2 separate regions of the Mus musculus genome follow, and region 2 is linked to region 1. A link is a contact called in public promoter capture Hi-C data. All regions are on one chromosome and are shown on one strand. Each heading gives the region's core, a stretch centred on a gene start, on an enhancer-like site or on the middle of the called end of the contact. The rest is flanking DNA. Distances are from core to core; before and after follow the strand shown. Region 1 holds the start of Mms19 (MMS19 cytosolic iron-sulfur assembly component). Region 2 holds the start of Kazald1 (Kazal-type serine peptidase inhibitor domain 1).

Evidence for each region. Promoter capture Hi-C pulls out the DNA fragments that hold promoters and counts their contacts.
Region 2: a promoter capture Hi-C map of pre-B cells shows a contact between it and region 1, with 2.9 times the contacts expected there. The contact joins the promoter of Kazald1 here to the promoter of Mms19 in region 1. A contact is called at or near these places in 2 of 39 promoter capture datasets (cranial neural crest and pre-B cells).

Annotation. Positions count from the first base shown.
Region 1 is chr19:41,977,721-41,984,624 of GRCm38.p6, reverse strand. It overlaps Mms19 (MMS19 cytosolic iron-sulfur assembly component), which reads left to right and starts at 3,489. Exons shown (of 31, transcript NM_028152.3): 1 at 3,489-3,626. The coding sequence starts at 3,512. It overlaps Ubtd1 (ubiquitin domain containing 1), which reads right to left and starts at 2,862. Exons shown (of 3, transcript NM_145500.3): 1 at 2,617-2,862. The coding sequence starts at 2,686.
Region 2 is chr19:45,072,314-45,079,217 of GRCm38.p6, reverse strand. Kazald1 (Kazal-type serine peptidase inhibitor domain 1) reads right to left here and starts at 3,131. Exons shown (of 5, transcript NM_178929.5): 1 at 2,982-3,131; 2 at 2,005-2,554; 3 at 762-922; 4 at 510-657; 5 at 1-351. The coding sequence starts at 2,536. The coding sequence ends at 251. It overlaps Gm35782 (a long non-coding RNA gene), which reads left to right and starts at 4,109. Exons shown (of 4, transcript XR_877888.1): 1 at 4,109-4,196.

The sequences.
Region 1 (6,904 bases), core at 2,240-4,739:
CAGAGTATGTGATGTAGATATATGAAAATGTCAAAAACTAAACCCATCTTGTGTGCTGATTTAAAAAAAAAAATTAGCCGGGTGTGGTGGTGCACGCCTTTAATCCCAGCACTCAGGAGGTAGAAGCAGGCGGATTTCTGAGTTTGAGGCCAGCCTGGTCTACAAAGTGAGTTCCAGGACAGCCAGGGCTATACAGAGAAACCCTGTCTCAAAAAAACCAAATAAACAAACAAGCAAACAAACAAACAAAAGGTAGGATGTGGTGGTAGACTCCTATAATCCCAGCACTCGAGGCTGGAGAGAGTTCAAGGCCAAGCTAGGGTACATGGCTATACTAGGTACATAGGGAGTTCTAGGCCAGTCTGTTTTCATTATATTGCAAATGTCCTGTCTCAAAAGAAAAGAAATGAAGGCAAATAGGATGGATGGATGCATTTGGGGTTTGAGGTGTAATCTGAAGAAAGACTCTCCTAAAGTGGAAAAGGTATGAAAACATTACTGGCCTTAATGTCAAGGAAGAGGAAGCAATCGGGTTCTAAAAGGACCAGGCCAGACTTGCCCAGTCTTGAAAGTTAAAGGCCTTGTAGAGGTAGAAGGTACTGAACAAAAATAACTGCAGTCTGGACACACAGTGGCTTCTAGATGGAGTGTATGCAGGTATGAGATGAATGACTGATGGTGAGCTTGCCCTCCCTGGAGCTCACTGCAGCCTGGGGGAATAGCCGGGCTTGAGATGGTTTGGGAAAGGGCATGTCTGTAAGACACAATGACTCTGATGGAAGAACTAGCAGGCTCCTGTGACGAGCTGACAGAAAGCTGAGGACAAGTCAGCAGAGTACAGGACAGCGGGTAGAGATGTGCAGAACCTGTTGTGGATGGGTTGAGCCCCAGGATATCCACAGTACTGATGTCTGCCTAGACATGGGGGTCTGGGAATCAAGCTGGTAACTAAGAGACAGGGGTCTTCCTGATGGACAAAGAGTTGTGCAACTAAGTAAGCTATCTCTGGGAGGGAGTGTCATGAGGAAACCCAGATTGTCAGACTGAGCCACTGGTGTATAACAGGTGAGGGTGGGCAAGAGAAATTGAAAAGGAAAATCGGAGGATAGAGATGCAATTCAATGGCAGAATGCTTCTGTAAACTCCTGACCCTCAAAACTGGAAAAAAATAATGATAGAGAAAGGAAACCAGGATAAGGATAGCAGAGATAGAAAGCAGTTCGGAGACTGAGGTAGGAAAGGGTAGTCAACCATAAAAACACGAGGCAAGATCAAGGATGGAGCATACAAGAAATCAAAATTATTTGCTTTCTGCTTGATCAAATGTATGAATGATATAAATGAATGAATGAATGAACGAACAAAAGTCCTTGGTCAGAAGAAAGGCCAGGGTTGCTTTCAAAAGGAATTTGTAAGTTTTACTCCATCCTCCCATAAAAACGTTTCTGCTTGCACAAGTCATCCTGTCCAGCACACACACACACACATCCTTCCCAGCTTCCCCTGTGCTTCTCCCCATCTTCCTTCCCAGTTTACACAAGCAAAACAACACACCTTCAGTGTCAAAGCAGACAGGAAACTCCAACTAGAGTTTCCACTTCATTAACAACTGCGCCTGTGGCTCCTCTTACATAAAGGGGTATGTGGTAACAAGGGGGAAGAGACCGGATTCCAACCTCAGTTGCACTTCTAACTCACTGTGTGACTTAGGGGAAGCTGCCCAACCTCTCTGGATCTGTGTTTTTACATAAAAGAGAGGTAGATCTGGAAATTCAGTCCAGTGTTGAAGGTCTTTTTGCGCGCCACAGTTTATCATTTGCATAAGTTCTTTGCAACACCCCCAGAGAAGAGAGTACAAGACAGGGAAATGACCCTCAAACGAAGCGCCAGGACAGGGCTGGTGTACCAAGAAAGTGAGACCGCGCTACTGGAGCTTCGAAGATTGCCAGAGAGCAGATCCCATTCTCATGGCTGAGAGGGATCCCATTCCAAGAGCTGAGAACGCTCCTAACAAACACGAAGGCGACGCTCACCCCGCACCCCACCTTTCCTAGACTCCCAGACAGCCACCGAGGCTCCAAAAAGCCGTGTGGAGAGGTGGGAGGAAATAAAGATTTCTATTTTCCATGGTCCTGCACTGCTTTTTACAAGTCGGATTCCCGCAGACAACGACCTGCAGCCCGATAATGACACAGTGACTCGCTGGAATGAGCGACTGTGTTCGCCTCGATCGCTCCGACTTCTGGGGACGCAGGCTGCCCACGCCGCGCCCCGGCCGGCCGCCGGCCGACCCTGGCCGGGGCTGCCAGATCCGCGGCGCACTCGCTTGGCCCCCTCCGCCAGCCTCGTCGCGGTCTGGAAACATTTCCTGCCCCCGCCCCCATCCCCAGCTTCCCGGTGGGAGCGAGTTGGCCTCCCGGCCGGGTCAGCGCTCGCAGTTACCCCAACTCGCTTCCCAGACAGCCCGCGCCGGGGAGGGCCCCGTCTGGCTCCGAGAAGCCGTGGGGGAACCCAAGCGCCCGGCGCCGAGCGAGGTCGCTCGGGAACCCCAAGGTTCGGGCAAGGCAAGGGCCAACTGGCAGCGCGCCGGGACCCCGCTGCCTTTCCTGGCGTTACCTGCTCGCTTGCGGGGGTGTCCCGGAGCAGCCGGCCTCTCCCGGCGCTGTCTCCCCACGCAGTTGCCCATGCTGGCTTCTCAGCCGGTCCCCCATGCACCAGAGGCGGCGGTCGGCCGGCTGCTCCACGCTGCTGCCCCGAACCGCGGCGTCCCCGGGTCAACGACTCCCGCAGCCCGACATCGAGAGCTCCTGGATCTCCCCTGGGGAGCGCTCTGCCCGACGCCGGCTTCGCCACAAACTTTGCGGGCCAGCGGAGAGGGAGGTGGCCAGGCCAGGGGGGCCCGCGACAGTGCCCGGCCAGAGACCAGCCCGGCTGGAGGGGCGGAGGGAGGGGGCGGACACCGCCGCAGCTACTCCAGGATCACTCCGAGCTCCCAGCTGGGGCCGGCCCCCCGGAGCCTGTCACTCACCTGCCTAACCCCGCCCCGGCCCGGCCCCGCTCCCTTCCTCCCGCTTGGGGTGGCCGCGCCACGGTCGCCAGCCGCCCCAGGTGCGCATGTGACCGACGGCACCGCCCCTCGGGCCGGGTCTGGTTTTCTCATTGGCTTTTCCCAGGATGCGTACCGCCCCTCGGCCCCACCCAGCCAGGTGCCCGCCCTGTCGCCCGTCTCCCGGGGAGAGCGGCCGGGAATTATGCGCCCTCAACCGCCCCGGCTGCGTGCCCGGCAGTCACTTCCCCTCCCGGAGCCGCGCCCCGGCCCAGGCCCCGCCCTCTGGGGAGGGGCCGTTAGGTCCCTGAAGGGACTGCCTGGCCCAGAGCCGGCAGGCACGTGACCTGGAGGTGCCCCGCCCCTGAAGTCTGCGCCCAACTATTGGCCATGGAGGCGCGTGCGCGGAGAGACACATCTCGTAGCCACACCCACTTCCCCCTCCCACAATCTCTGGCTAGCGTCATGGCTGCCGCCACCGGTCTGGAGGAGGCAGTGGCGCCTATGGGCGCCCTGTGTGGCCTCGTGCAAGACTTCGTCATGGGTCAACAGGAGGGGCCCGCTGACCAGGTGGCTGCAGGTATGGCAAACAACGCCGCGAGGCTTCTGCAGGGGCCGGACCGCAGGGAGCGGCCTCAGCACCCGCGCGCGGCGGGAAGGGAGTGAAGGGAGAGGTGATTGTGATTGGTCCTCTGGCCGCTCTGCCCCCGCTGGGAGCGCTACTGCCCTAACAAGTTGGAGAGTCGCTTGCATCTTCCTTAAAGCTTTCTTTACATTCCGCATCTCGCTGTGGTCCATAGAGAATCATTACATTTCTCCGAGAGTAATAGACTTGTGCAAGGCACAGACGAGTCCGGAAGTGGAGCTGGGACTTGGACTCGGGTGTTCTGGTCCAAACCTGGTGCTTGCACCGCAGGACCGCGTTGTTTGCGGAGTGTTAGGTGAGAAGGTCTGGGTTCCAAGGGTTACGCTCCGGCCTCTTGCCTTCCTGGAAGTAGCGTGCGCTCCAGCTGTTTGAGTGGTTGTAATTGGATGGAGGAGGGGAGGAGCCAGTCTGGCTCTAGGTCGGTGGGCGTGTAGATGACTAGTGTCTTTAAAGATTCACTTATGTGTCTTAGTAGGCTTTAAAAAAAAGAATATATATATATATATAGTATGTGAGTACGCTGTCAGACACACCAGGAGAGGACATCGGATCCCATTATAGATGATTGTGAGCCATCATATGGTTGCTGGGAATTAAACTCAGGACCTCTTCAAGAGCAGTCTGTCCTCTTAATTGTTGAGCTATCTCTCCAGCCCCAAATAGGCTTTTTGATAAATTAGATTTATAACTTTTTAATGTCCCATTTTTTTATCCTTCTTCCCAGAGTTCCAATTTCAGGAATCTCTCAGTTCCGAGTTTATCCAGGATTTGAACAAATCCAGGGTGCCTCTTTAGAATTCTTTCTGAATGTTGAATGTTAGGCCTTCAGTGTCGGGTTTAAGAAATAGAATAAAAAATGGATATAGATGCGGGTTTTTAAAAATTATGTTTGGAAGTTTATGGGTGAAGAAGTTTCTTTAGCAAATTGAACAGATTAATTTTTAGAATATGTGAGAAATGAACTGCTAGAAATATATGTTGGTCCTTAGCAATAGTCCACATTCTCTGCCATTCTATTATTTCTGAGCACGTATTTTTTACCCAGCATGAAAAGAATTGAGGACAGAAATACAAATAAGATACTATCTATGGCCATCAAACTATTATAATTAGTGAGAGAAAGAACTGTGTTGTAAGAGGTAAATATATGGTTCCAGAGCATCAAGGGGCAAAAATGCCTGCTATTGGCTGGGCTTGGTAGTGCATTCCTTTAGTTCCAGGATTTGGCAGGGGGGTGGCAAGTTTGCTAGTGAGTTCTAGGCCAGCCTCAGCTACAGTGTGAGCCCCAATCTCAGAAAGAAAATAAAGCCCCTGGTACTTGCACTTAAGCTTATAACATTTTACAACTTAATCAAGTATAGTCTGTTATGGGTTATTATCAATGCCATTTCCCCCCAGATTTTACTATGGAGATTTCACAGCATTTAACAAAATCTAAAGAATTTTAATTTTTAGTTATTTATCTGTTTGTGTATTGTCTTTTGAGACAGGCTCTCTCTGTGTTGCCCTGGCTATCCTGAAACTCTGTAGACCAGGCTGGTCTTGGACTCAAAGATCTAAATCCCCCTCCCAAATGCTGGGATGACGGGCATGCACTACCCCTGCCCAACTTAAATTTTTTTTTAAAGATCATAGACTCACTACTTAGAGCCTATCACTAACATTTTTTTCTTTAATTTGAATTGTCACAAACCTACCCATTTAAACTGCAGAGATCAATACATTAATCTCTAACTTCTTTATCGAGCTCCTCATTGACTAGTGTTTGCTTTTGGTTTGTTTGGGGGGTAAACTTTAGATCCGGTGAACTATATATCAGGACCGTTGTTTTCACAGAAGCTTAGATATACTTAAACCCACCCCCATACCAAGATAGATGTTACTATATTAATGTTATCTGTAATTGTTCTTCCACATTTGTGCACTCTGGGAATAATAATTTTGGATTTTATGGATGCATAACACATCTTTAAAAGACAGCTTAAATAACTGCCTTCTTATTTTTTCATAAAATACCTTTTTTTGTTATGTCAAAAAAGGGAGCCTGAACTATCATCTTGTTTTAGTGTTTCTATTGCTATGACTAAACTCCATGACCAGAAAGCAAGTTGGGGAGGAAAGGGTTTATTTGGCTTGTACTCGGAGATCACAGTCAATCATTGGAGGAATTCAGGACAGGAACTCAAACCTGGAAGCAAGAGCTGATGCAGAGGCCATGGAGGGTGCTGCTTACTGGTTTGTTCCCTGTGGCTTGCTCAGCCTGCTTTCTTACGGGAGCCAGGACCACTAGCTCAGGGATGGTACCACCCAGAATGGGATGGGTCCTCCCTCATTGATCACTAATTGAGAAAATGCTTTACAGCTGGATCTCATGGAGGCATTTCCTCAACGGATGCTCCTTCCTCAGTGATGACTCTAGCTTGTGTCAGGTTGACACAAAACTAGCCAGTGCATGTATGGTTTAAAATCTACTCTGTAGTACCTGTGTAAGTGAACCCTATTGTAATTTATTCCTCTTAACAAAAGGAAGGTTGGTACAAAGGAATAGTAGCCAGTAAGGTTGAATGGGTTGATGGAGCCGGATTATATATAACCCTGAACTCCAGCGGTAAGGTCTGAATGGCTTGTTTTAGGTAATGGGTGTTCAGCCCTTTAAGCAAGGGTTGTAGAATGAAAGGAAATTTAGGAAGGATTAAATTAGTATTCTTAGTCTTAACTGATCATAGTCTTCGTTGTTAGACTATGATAAGCGGACAGTTTTGAACTATCCCCAGAGCACTTTCTCCAGCCTGAGTCAGTCAGTCTGTGCAGTACTGAACCCATACATCAGCCTTGGAAGCAGCAGCTCACTTACAAGTTACAAATGCAGAAGGAATCCTTTGTGATCACAAGGGAACTGCCATCTTTGTTTGGCACCTGGTGGTTCCTGGTGGAAATAGTTGTCAGCTCCCACGAACATGCAAGTACTAGGAAGGAAATGAGTTGGAAGCCGAGGAATGAAGGCCTCTCAGGCAGCCTCTCATTGATAGCCAGTACTTGTCCCAGCCTTTATTCTCACCACTAGCCTCTTGGACCTTTAGTTCTAGGCACCAGCCTTTGTTCTCCGTTTCCCAAGCGCTGTCCTTCCTGTTCCCTCCACCAGCTTTATCTAAATCCAAAGCTAGACCGTATGGTCAAGGCCCAGCTAGTGCTGTTCCCCCAGTATTTCCTTA
Region 2 (6,904 bases), core at 1,882-4,381, 3.1 Mb before region 1:
GAGTGTATAAGACACGGAGCTACCCCACCCCTCTCCCTGTACTGAACTAAATCAGTTCCGCTGCGCTCATCTCTACCGCGGACGCTTCTGAAAGATGAGTTTTGAGGAAAGATGAGCTGAGGCTACACTGAGCATTAAACAATCCATGTAAGGACCCTGCTCGCCTTTTCCAGTCTTCTCCGGGCTTTCTAGACAGCAAGGATGCAGGGCTCTGTCCACATGCCCACACCTGCAAAGCAGAGATCTGGACCTAGTAGTAATCGCCCAACTCTTCACTTTCTGCCTCCTCCTCCTCCTCAGGAAACAAACTCCGTGATTGCAGCTGGGAGAATCCCGTGGCGTTCAGCTGCTCTGCAAACATACGTGGTGAAGGAAAAAGGGTCAGGGGAGAGACTTGGTGTATGGGAAGGCACGCGTGTGTGTCCGAATCACATGCAGCCTGTTCCTTACAGGCATCCAAGAGTCCTAATGCAGCCCATCCTGGTGCCCAGCGCTCAGGGCTCCCTTACCTGGTGTGAGCACTGTGAGGGTTGCAGAAGCTTCCGCTTGGCCCAGAGCATTCCGGGCAAGGCAACGGTAGGTGCCCTCATCACTAGGGCGCAAAGCTTGAATCTGTAGCCAGCCAGTCACCTCAAACTTCTGAGGTCCACCCCTAAACTGGAGACAGACCTTGCTGTCAGCAAGGTCATCTGCAGAAGTCCTGTTTTTTTGTTTTTGTTTTTGTTTTTTCAAGGAGTATGCCCCTGCTCCCTGTCCCCTACCTGCACAGAGATATGAGGGTCATCCCCCGGCAGCTGGATGTCCAAGCCATCTTTCCTCCACTCAATCGAGGCCATGGGGTAGGCAAACACCTCACAGCCAAAGATCACATCCTGTCCGGTCACATTCCAAATATTGTGAGGCTGCGACAGGATCTGGGGCTCTGGGGCAGGGGGATGGAAATATGAGGCTTGAGAACAGGAGGCTGTATCCAGCTCGGGGAGGACACAATTTACAAATTGATGTGGATATGTTGGGAGCGGGACACAAAGCATGCCAAGGGCAACATGCATCTGCAAACAAAATATGCCACAAGCCAGGAGACGTACAAAAGTAGGGGGGATGCACACAAGGGCACAACAGCCAAGTTCGGAGGTGCACAGGCACAGAGAGCAGTGTCCATTACACAGACGTTGCCTACAGACCCACAGCTTAGCTAGATAAACATGCTCTGTCCTGGACTGCTCCGCTGCCCTCATTCTACCCAAGGGCCCCTTTCCTGCGGGTCGTGTAACCAACACCTCCCTCCCTCCTTCCCCCTTTTCTAACTAGGCCCAGTTCCCAAAGGCTTGAAGAGCAGCCACATTCCAAATGTCGTGAGAATACGACAGGATCTGGGCTCCGAGAGGGAGGAGGTGGGAAAAACACCGCAGCAGGGGAACCTGAAACCTCCTTGTTGCACGGCAGAAAACTGTTGGGACCCCCCCCCCCGCCCCTGCTAGTGCATTTATTTCCACTGCAACTCCAGCCTAGCCAGACTATAGAGTAGGTAAAAGCTGAGGAAGTGTGGGTGGCCAAACGAAAACCACAAGCTTGAACATCCCCAACCCCAACCCAAAGGATGAGGGACAAGAGAGGCAAGAAGCTATCTTCCCTTCTCTAATTCCTAAATGCGTGAGAAAACTGATAGGCGGGAGCCAGGGTTAACAGGATGCATCTCACAGGGCTCCAGCAGTCTACGCAAAGTTTTGGGTGAAGGGGGGTCCTTTCAGTTCAGACCCAGCTATTGGCTATGTGCCTGTTCCTTCGGAGGCCAGTCCCTGCAAGGACCTGCCTGGATAGAGCTCTTAGGCACCTCAAACCTGGCAACAAATCTCAACCTGCTTTTTAGTTGGCAGCCTTTGAGGCTCATGGTCTCCCTCAACTATTCATTCTGCTGACCACAGAGCAACGCTGTCGGGGATCCGGGAGTAGTGCCTTTGGGGAGCCAGGGTTCCTGGTACTAAAAGCCCTGGACTTGCGTACCCGATTCGCAGGGCCCCGGATGCACCACAGTGAGGTTAGCGTCCAGCCGAGCGCGGGCGGCCTCCTGCAGGCGACAGATCTGCGCGTAGGTTCGGCCGTCCGAACCACAGAGCGGGCGCTGCGAGCGGCAGACACACAGCGGCTCCGGCACCTCTCCTCGACTCAGGTCACCGCCCGCGTCCAGCCTGCACTCGAGCTGCTCGCCGCAGCGCCCGTAGAAGTTAGCGCTGGGGTCCAGATCGCAGAGCTGGCCCTCCAGGTTTGCGCATTCCCAGCAGCAGCCGCACGCATCCCGCACCCGGCCTGCTAGGCATCCCCGCGGCGCAGCGCACTCTTCTGGCCGGCAGGGAGCACAACCCTCGCCCTCGGCTAGCAGCCGCAGCCAGCCTCGCCGCAGGTAATCGGGGCCTGTGGACGGCCTCGCGCTAACGGGTAGCTGGGTCCACACCACCAGCAATAATGGTAGTAGCAAGGACAGCGCCAAGGTAGGTGCAGCATAGTTAGCTGGAAGCCCTGTGAACACTCGGGGCATCGGCGCGTAGGTGGCACCCTGCCAGGAGAGGGAAGCCAGGTCTGGAGGTCAGAGATAAAGTCAAGGCTGTATAAAAGCTTGATTCTATCCTCTGCTACCCTGTAGCCAACTAGAAGCCCTAACAAAGAAGCCTGGTGATTCCCAGGGGTTTATGCCAGTTGGTAATTGATTAAGCTGGTCTTGGGGACTAGGGAATAAAGAGAGAGTGTATCGGGGAATGATCACTAACACCCATGCAGGGATGCACACACCCATACACAGACATACGCGTATACACACACACACATGCATACATATATGCACGCGCGCGCGCACACACACACCAGCATCACCTCCAGAAACCACCCAACTCTGATGCATCTTTGCCCCAGAGATAGATAAAACTACACTTGATGTAAAAACTTCAGGTTGGGGTGATGGTGCTGGGGACATACCAGCGACTCACCTAGTGCCTTGGACTAGGCCCTTAACAGCTGGGATTTCCAACCTAAAAAAAAAAAAAAAAAAAAAACGGTAGGGAACGAAGAGTCGCATGCACGGCCAGCCAGACCCGCAGGCCACCCCTGCTTCTGTCAGGGGATCGCTGGCAGCCCACAGACTTAAGATTCAAAGAGAAACTCCTCCGCCTCTTCTCCCCGCCCCCAGATGTCGAATACCCGCCTTCTTCCCTGGCCCCGAGGCCGATAATTTTATCCAGTCTCACAAGGACCCTCCTGGGCCTTTCACTTCGACCCTAGCCCAAAGTCACAATGAGTGTACAGAGCCGCGTAACCAGACGCCGCCACTGGGAAAGCAAAGGCTATGAGAAGAGAATAGGGGTGGAATGGCCGAGGAGCTCAAACTGTTGGCTGAGCCTCAGGTCCTGTCTCATCTGATTTAGGTCTGGAGAGCGGCAAACAGCTACAATATAGAAAGAAGGAAAGGCTAAGAAATTTTACTCAATGTAAAATTGACTTCAACACTATGGGCGTTTCTGGAGGCCAGGCTCGGGGCCAGCTTCCTCTGGGCACGGTTTGCAGCTGTGTTCACCCAGTCTCTCCACTGGGGCGCAGACTAGACTATAAGCTTTTCCAGCTGCCATCCACATCTGGCTACCTCCCTCCCAATATAGGGCAGGTGCTTGAACCCGCGGAGGAGCCTGGTGATTAGAGGTCGGAACTGACTAGCGGCCGCAGCAAGGCCGGCGGGTGACTCCCCATAGGGCGTCTCTGGGCTCCGGATTACAGGTTGCAAAATTCGAGCATGTCGGGGCCAAAAGTGTTCAGTCTGGAGACCTCCGCCAACGCCACGGTGGCACTTTTGGGTTAGGGGCAGGAAGCAAAGCATCCCCGGAGGCCCGCCCACCACCCCGAGAATGGCAGGCCCCGCCCCCGCCGGCCCCCAAACAGCTTCCAAAAACCGCAATCCAAGCTCCTAGGAGGAGGAGGAGCAGAAGGAAACCGGGCTTTTAGGCAAGGGAAGGGTGGGGCTTATATAGGCCCCGCCCAGAAGGCGTCAGAGGTTCTGACTGCGCGTGCGTCCGCGGCCTGCGGCGGCTCCGCTCTACCCTGCGAGGAAGAAGCACTGCAGTCACCGCGCAGTTCTGACTTTGGCCGAGCCCTCCTCAAAGGAGCGTTCAGTCAGCAGAGACGCTGCCTCTGATCAGAGGGGTTCCGACAAGGTAGAAGAGAGCTGTACACAGGCAATCCCAAACTCCGAGGAGACGGGAAGCGAATTTCACGCGAGGTTTCGGGATTGTCGCGAGAATCCCAACGGCAAGCTAGAAAAGGAAAAGCCCGCGGCTTTTAAGCCAGGAAAGAACGAGGGCAGGCAGATTCCGATGGTGGTGCTAGGCAATCCCTTGGTTGGAGGACGCGTTAACTGTTGGCCTGGGAGCAGAAGTGAAGCGAGAATTGCAGGATGTTTTGGAAAAGGCGCGAGGAGGGCTTGCCTGGTGGAGGAATGGAGACACTCTAGGGGAGGTCCCTAGCTGTAACTGGGGGCGGTGATCGTTGCCCGATGTAGAGTGGGAGCTGTCCAGGTCTAAATGAGGAACTGTGAGCTTTCAGCCCTAGGAGCCACTATCAAAATCCCCAGCGTCAGGGTCCTAGACACGCTTTCCATCTTAATCGTTGCCGGCGTTTACTGTTAGTCTTCGCGCCTCTAGTAGGAATCACTGTGTCTTCTGTCTCTGTACTCCCCACCCCCACCCCCACCCCCCGCCCGAGACCGACTGCTAAGGAAGTTCTTGGGAAGCATTTGTGCTTTAAAAGTGAAAGACTCCCTGGTTCTGAAAGATGCAGTCACTAATGAGAGGCTAGGGATTAACTCGACGGAGAACGAGCGCCCTCTGGTGGGTTTGCAGCAGCTGCGACTCGTGACAATGCATACTGTCTATACTTTGAAAACGTTCTTACAGTAGTCTTGCGTTGCTGATGATTAAACCCGGGACTTTTAGAGTTAAGCCAGAACTGTTGTCACCGAGCAGTATCTCTGACCCAATAATAATATTTTAGAAAGGAGTTTGTTCGCATAGGGCAGTTTGAAAGCCTAGCTACTCCTGTCTCCAGGTGCTTCTTGTCCGGCACTTTATCAGGTGAAGTTCTAAAACACGTTAAGCAGCAACCGTGGGCACCAGAAAAAGAGTTACTTAAACGTTTAAAACGTTGACTCGGTTTGACAAGCTTCCTTTTTTTTAATTTTTTTACTTATATGAGTACACTGCAGCTGTTCTCACACACTAGAAGAAAGCATCAGATCCCATTACAGATGGTTGTGAGCCACCCTGTGGTTGCTGGGATTTGAACTCAGAACCTCTGGCAGAGCAGTCAGTGCTCTTAACTGCTAAGCCATCTCTCCAGCCCTAGCTTCCTATTGTTGAAGCAAAGGAAATTACTTCTAGTCCACATGATGCGGTTACTGCCAGGCATATCAATGAACGAGGTGTGCTTCAGATGAACACCTGATAGTTCATCTTCTTCTAAAATATCTATTACTGGTTTGTGCCTATGGTGTGTATGTATATGAGTGTAGACATATTTGTGTTTGGAGCTCGGGATGATTTTCAGGACTCAGTCCATCTCCTTCCATCTTGAAGTCATCATCAGATTTGCATAGCAAGCACCCTTACCTGCTGAACCATCTTGCCGCCCCCGAGTATTTTTCTACATTACTTTTGTTTGCGCGTGTTTGAGTGCATTGTACACACTCTGTGCACATGAATGGGAGTTCTGTTCCACCCCATGAGCCCTAGGAATTGAATCAGGGCATCATGCTTGGTGCAAGTGTCCTGCCTTCCTATCATCTCTCCAAACCCCTAATCTTGTTTATGTGCCTTGGTGTTTAGTGTACCTGGGTGAGCACATCAGATCCCTTGCAACTGGAGTTATAGACAGTTGGGAGCTGCTGTGTGGGTGCTGGGAATTGAACCCAGGTCCTCTGGAAGGTGAACTGGTGCTCTTAACCACTGAGCCATCTCCACAGCCCCTCCCCCCCCTTTTATTTATGGTGAAAGCCAGTAATGGTGACACATACCTAGAATCCCAGAACTCAGGAGGTAGAGGCAGGAGAATCAGAAGTTCAAGGCCATCTTTGCCTAACCAGGGAGTTGAAGGTCAGCTGGGTTACACAATACCCTGTCTCCAAAAATCAGACAACAGGAAAAACCCTTAGGATGACTTGGGAGGACTCACTCTATAGCCTTTACGTCATAAACTTTGGTGGGGCACAGTTATGGAGGATGGTGGGGTGTCATTTGAGAAGGAAGTGAAACACATGGTTCACAGTGACAAAATGGATACAGATGAACCCTGCTTCCTATGAATATTAGAATCAATTAAGTCAGAAGGGCTCAAGATCGATAATTAAGATGAAATGCTTTATATTGGTCTACTATGACAAATAGATGTTCTCATTAAAGTAGAAAATAAGATTAAGATAAGTATGTAGACACCACAACTGTATAAAGATGTATCATAAATATCAGTGAGCAGAGAATTTGCAATGAGGCTGCGTGTAACTCTCACTATCCTTTATTTTGTAAAATTATTTTCATAATGAAAGAGTAGAGGCCAGTCTCCCATACCGCCCCCCCCCAAATAAATGAATAGTGACTATTCTTTAGGTAAATTAGGATGTTGAAATAAATACAGAAAGCAGGGTCAGATAGGAAGATAAATATTGTAATTTATCTACAAGTAACATTATAAAATGGAACTAGACTAGCCAGGAACTTGCTTCTGGAATACCTAGGCACTCAGGCAAGCTGAACAGATTTCAAGACATCTTAGACAGACACCAGGCCAACAGTTTCTTTATCCTCCTTCCTCCTTCTCAGGACAGTTTCTTTCTGTCACCCACACCCAACCTTTAATATCTCTTCTGCTTTTG